2 separate regions of the Mus musculus genome follow, and region 1 is linked to region 2. Evidence: chromatin contacts called from public HiChIP or PLAC-seq data. All regions are on one chromosome and are shown on one strand. Each heading gives the region's core, a stretch centred on a gene start, on an enhancer-like site or on the middle of the called end of the contact. The rest is flanking DNA. Distances are from core to core; before and after follow the strand shown.

Evidence for each region. HiChIP or PLAC-seq counts read pairs in DNA pulled down with a chosen protein or histone mark.
Region 1: a contact with region 2 is called in an H3K27ac HiChIP or PLAC-seq map of regulatory T cell precursor, with 9 times the contacts expected there. The contact joins two enhancer-like sites. A contact is called at or near these places in 1 of 15 datasets of contacts at CTCF or cohesin (CD8 T cells), 4 of 484 Hi-C or Micro-C datasets (B cells, CD8 T cells, bone marrow-derived macrophages and 1 more), 13 of 115 datasets of contacts at active chromatin or transcription factors (the 230-238 cell line, CD8 T cells, acute myeloid leukemia and 6 more) and 1 of 9 other capture datasets (embryonic stem cells).

What each region holds. Positions count from the first base shown.
Region 1 is chr11:22,935,230-22,937,929 of GRCm38.p6, forward strand. All of the region lies in intron 2 of Commd1 (COMM domain containing 1), which reads right to left. Among named protein-coding and RNA genes, the nearest start is that of Zrsr1, 35 kb to the right of the region's middle. Within about 2 kb of position 1,397, at least 30 of the 459 cell types and tissues checked have an H3K27ac peak or open chromatin away from gene starts, as enhancers often do. A contact at or near this core is called in B cells, regulatory T cells, regulatory T cell precursor and 1 more, where this site is marked.
Region 2 is chr11:22,692,251-22,694,950 of GRCm38.p6, forward strand. No RefSeq gene overlaps it. Among named protein-coding and RNA genes, the nearest start is that of Gm40816, 40 kb to the left of the region's middle. Within about 2 kb of position 1,306, at least 112 of the 459 cell types and tissues checked have an H3K27ac peak or open chromatin away from gene starts, as enhancers often do. A contact at or near this core is called in B cells, regulatory T cells, regulatory T cell precursor and 1 more, where this site is marked.

The sequences.
Region 1 (2,700 bases), core at 147-2,646, 240 kb after region 2:
TCAGGCTATTATGTATAGAAAATATTACTGTTAGGTCCCAGATCTTTCAGATGCTGCTCCAAAGGGATTTACGGACTTGACCACACCCGTACCCAGACGCAGCCTTTCTGTTCTCATAGCTCTCACAAGAGCTGCCTCGACTGCACTATGACCAAGTCCTTACAGACAGCAGAGCCCCAAACAGCCCAGTGCTACACTACCACAGTCTCCCCAATGCCTCCTCAGCCCAGATCTAGGAATGTTCCTGAGCCTTTAAACAGCCACTTCAGCCAGAAGTATAAATAAACATTGTGTTTCTAGGTCTACCTGAATGATATCAGATGACCTTGGACCATCTCCTACTCATGCACAGCCCCCTTGCCCTTACTCTCTCACCAGGGCCTTAAAAGAACAGAGTCTGCTCTGCTTGAGCAGGCTCAGCTTCATTGAAGACCTTGCTGTTTGTTCTGACAACTCTAATAAACCTTTTGCCTGATGGTCAATCTAATTCTCATTCATATTCATATTCTCCCCCACTCCCCGCCTCTCCAGCCCTAGAATCTAATAAGCATTACATTCTAGCACAAGTTCTATACCACTGATGACCCTGTTGAGCTTCGACCTGGGAAACCTAGCATATTACTACACACTTTAAGTTGGAGGAAGACTACAAGCTCAACAGCAGACCATTCTCTGACCGTGTCAATTGGCAGGTATCCTGCCCTGAGGCCAAGAGGAAAGGAGCAGGCAAAACAGTCCCGGAATTAAGTCCGACCTGGAGAGTTCGGTTTTTTACCTCCGTTTTTGTCTAACTGTACTTGTGTAAACCCTTTTCCTCATCAACTGTAAATATAAACATACAGTTTTCTCTCAGTTTTAGGTCTTCATTTCTGAGATATACTTTTATGGATTTCTGTTGTTAGTCTTCTTTTTAATTTTTTTTTAAATTGGAGTATGAGCCATGTACCTAGCAGTGAGTGAGGAAACATTTTGCCTTTTGTACTCAGAAGTCACATCCCTTCCAAGGCTCTCTGGGAATTGGAGCCTAACAAGAGCTGCTGAAGGTGAGATGGGGAAGTCCCTTGACTAAGCTACAGAAATTAGTTCATTCATGCTCATCTTTATATTTGGGAAATTAATGGTTAACATTGGCTCATTCTTACTTTGTTTAGAAAGCAAGTACTATTATTCAGTACTCTGCTGAGAGCAGTGGGTGTGGCAGCAACAGTAGGAGACTGAAAAGTTCGACCTTCTTTGCATCTGATATGGAGTTCAACTGAGGACTGCAGCAATAACATCAAATCTGTAGAGATTTCATCTTGATTTGCATCCCCATCAGTCATTATGTAAGGAAAGCACCTGTAGTCAAATTTCCCCTCCCCACCCCCGGGGTTAGGCATTTTCATAACCATGGAGACAGTTGCCCTTCCTCCTCCATCTACCTAATAGATATGTAAATGTTAAACAAAGCTCTCAGTAAGTGTCAGAGTGTGGGGGAGGAGTCTTACAAGTCATTTTAGGAAATAACTGTGAAATCAGAAATGATAAGTAATTCAAGAATCTACTGTGTTCTCTCCAATTTTATCTTTCAAAAGAAATAAGGACAAGTACTGTCATGTCAATTCAAATTAAACCTAAGTGATGTTAGTTTCATCAGCTATAATCAGCCACACTGAGTGGGAAATTCTGCTGCAGTTCTCTCGTGGGTGGTAAATGGAAAGATCCAGCACAGGCACCTGGGCACGCCAGCCCCCTTATACTGCAGCAGCTACTTCCTGTTCTTATTCCTCTCTTCTCTATTCCCTTTTGCAGCTTTTAAATTGTACTTTAGTAATTAAAGTGGGCAGCAGAATCCAAATCTCCACCGAGTTGTTTAGTTACAGCTATTGTTTCTCCTAAATTATTCCAGAAATATTGGAATCAAAGGCAACTTGGAGCTGCAGTTCTCTGTCACTGTTAAGGTGTTCAGAGTGCCCTTGCTGCACTTCTCTAGGGCGTGGCAACTGCAGGGGTAAATTAGTTTTGATTCATGTATTTTGAATCTTGGAAGTCTATTAATTAAATTAGATTTACCATATACTTGCCAGGTAAAATCAGAAAATATTTTTGCAATGGTGAGTTCTTCAACAATGGATGGATGGATGGATGGATGGATGGGTAGATAGATAGATGAGCCAGATGTGGTGGCGCAAGCCTATAATCCTCACAGTTGGGAAGCAGAGGTAAATCAGGAGCTACATAGAAAGGCTATTCTGAAATACATGACACCATCTTTTTATTTTTTTTAAATATTTATTTATTTATTTATTTAATGTATGTGAGAACACTGTTGCTGTCTTCAGACACACCAGAAGAGGGCATCTGATCTCATTACAGATGGTTGTGAGCCACCATGTGGTTGCTGGGAACTGAACTCAAGACCTCTGGAAGAGCAGTCAGTGCTCTTAACCACTGAGCCATCTCTCCAGCCCAGCATGACACCATCTTAAAAGTAATAGGTTTAATAATATTATCTTTGTTAAAGTAACTATAGTCATTAGTTTCTGAAATCACAATTACCAACATCTCCTGAAAGATACCTCTTAAAAATGTTGGATAAATAAAACACATATTTTTTTTTTAAATAGATGGAGAAGAAACACACACACACAAAGCATAAACCTAGAGGGCGGGGCCTGAAAATCAACAGTTCTTGATCACACATCTGAAGACCAAGCCTGG
Region 2 (2,700 bases), core at 56-2,555:
GAATCCCCTCATGTGAGGCAAGTCTTTCCCCTGCCTGACCCAAGAGCTGTAACTCTTTTACTAGTGTAGAGAAATTTTAATTCTTTGTGGTCAACTGGTTTAATAGTTTGAAAGTAGAAGGAAGGGTCACAAACATCTCTTTTTAGAATCCAGTTTCTATGGCCAGGTGTCAACACAGGGTGACAGTGACAGTTCCTCCATCTTCAAAGTTGTCAACATATCATTTTCCGATCTGTCTCTGGCCTGTTTCCATCATCTGAATCTGACCCAACCCCAACCCTACAGCGTGCCCACCCCCTTCTGCTCATGCGTGAGCCTGCTTTCCTCTCCTAAGAACCTTTTTGTTGACACTGAGTTTGCTCATGTAATCCAGTATAATCTTCTCACATCTCAAAATCCATAACTAATCACATCTGCAAAAGCCTCCTTTGCGTGTAACATGACATATTCACAGATCTGGGAGATTAGCATCATGGACATCTCCAAGGTATTTTTCTGCCTGCTATTTCAGATGCTGAAATAGTTACCAAGCCCTAGTGTGGTGACTTTTGTTGTGTAGCTCAGAAAAAAAGCCCTTGTGCTGCTTAGCTCTGAATCGGGTCTCTGCCCTGGGGAGATGACCCGATAAGGCCAGCCAAAGGGTAAATACTAGGGTGGCAATATCATAGCTGGAAACTCCCATCTGAAGCACAGCTTTGGAACCATGAAAGAAAATGACTGTAAACACCACAGCTGAGCCACAGAACTTTCTCAGAGGAGCTACACTTGGTTATAAATATAACACTAACCCAACACTCTCCTGGGTAAAGCCCCTTCATGATTCCCCCATGCTTTAGAAAAGGGAAAAAAGAAAGTCTCAGAAGAGGGTTTTTCAACCTCAACTCTGACAATGCTCTGAGCCAGGTCGTCCTTTGTGGTCAAGGGCTTTCCTGTGCATTGCTGAGACTTTATTTCCTTAGAGTGACTCACCCAGACCCCACACAGCCTTATGACACTCTGCTGGATGTCCCTAGAGGGCAGAATTGTACTCAACTGAGATGCCCTGTTCTGGAAGAGCCTCCAGGATCTGAGTCTGGCAACTGTCCAATTCTGTGCTTTCTTCTCCAGCTACCTTAGGGATGAAAGGTAAGGACTGTCTCAGCAGAGCTCACTGTCCCTCCACTTATCTACCTCTTGTCACCTAGAATTGGTTTCCTTGTGTCTGAGTCAAATGTTTCCCACTTGCCTCTGACCCCCACACACCACCCCTGCTCTGCCTATGCTGTGGCAGCCTGATCCTCTGTATATCCCTCTTCATAACTGCCTAACCACAGACTCACTTCTTAGGAACTGTGCCCCTAGCACTGCATGATGGGTACACGTTGTTGCCCAATCTACTGCTGCACCACATCAGACAACCAAGACAGGAATCAAAGTGTGAAGAATGGCGGGTGAATCAGCCCCTAAGGAAAGAAATGAATTTTGCTAGTGATGGCTGGCCCTACTACAGTTAGTAGGTAACTTGAGTATGATTTGGGAAAGTCTTCTGAAGACAGTGAGCCCAGGGTTCCTACACATCAGGACTCCTTTCCACCAGGACTTCTGTCCAATTACGGCCTCCCTGTGGGAAAGTCAGCACCATGAACTTGGTACCTAGCAATGGTCCACTGAGAGAGGATGTCAGCTCAGTTGTAGCTCTCCCAAATCAGAGACATCAAGATCCTAGGATGTTCCTTCTGTGTTGCCTACCCAACCTGGGTCAGGGATACACAACAGCACAAAGACCTCATGCCACAGAAACTAAGCAAAGCTCATTGGATGACCCCAGTTTAAAAGAAAGAAACCTCAGACTCTAAAATGGAACCTTCTGGACAAGACTAAAATTACAAGGGCCTGTCTCCGAGGGCACTGCCAGAGTTTCCCAGGACATGAGGTTAGTTCTCCTGCTTCCCCATGTGGGGGCGCAGCAGGCTTCACCCCATTCCTCACAGGTTCCCAAATATAAGCACCTGCATCCCACAAGACATCAGTATCTGAGTTAAGTGTCCTAACTTTGGTCAAGATATTGACAAATATATAATTGTTGCATTATTATTCATTTAATATTCCTTTAGATATGTATATATGTGTATATATTTTACCTATATATGTGTATATATATCCTTAGATATGTATATATGTATTATAGCAATTCTGATTATATAACTAACATGTTCATTGTAAAAAATAAAGATGTTAAGCAACTCAAAAAATAAATTTTAAAAGCACCTTTTCTACATCTCTTTAACCAAATAGACACACAATGTGACTTTTACATACCAAGCAAATGAATTAAAAAAAAAAAAAAAACAGATTGTATCTGCATGGTTTGGTCAGTTTCAAGAATTGCATGGCTAAACTTTTCTGTATCATCCAATTCTGTGTCTTTGGAAGACTTAAAGCTTCTAGACATCTCTGAGGACCTCTCACATTCTGTGAAGAAGGCAGGAAAGGGAGGCCACAAGTGCCAGGCCAGAGGGCTCCACTCATGACAGCACGGTGTTCCAGCCTTCTGCTCAGCACGGGATCCTTCTAGTCCTGGGAAGACTCTACTGGCACGGCAGGCTAGGGCACAAGGTTCCCGTCTCCCAGAGGCATCTCTCTGGCCTCCTGAGATGAATGTACTCTGTTATGTAGAGTCAGAGCTGAAAAGGTGGGTCCAGTATCCTCCTCTTCTACAAA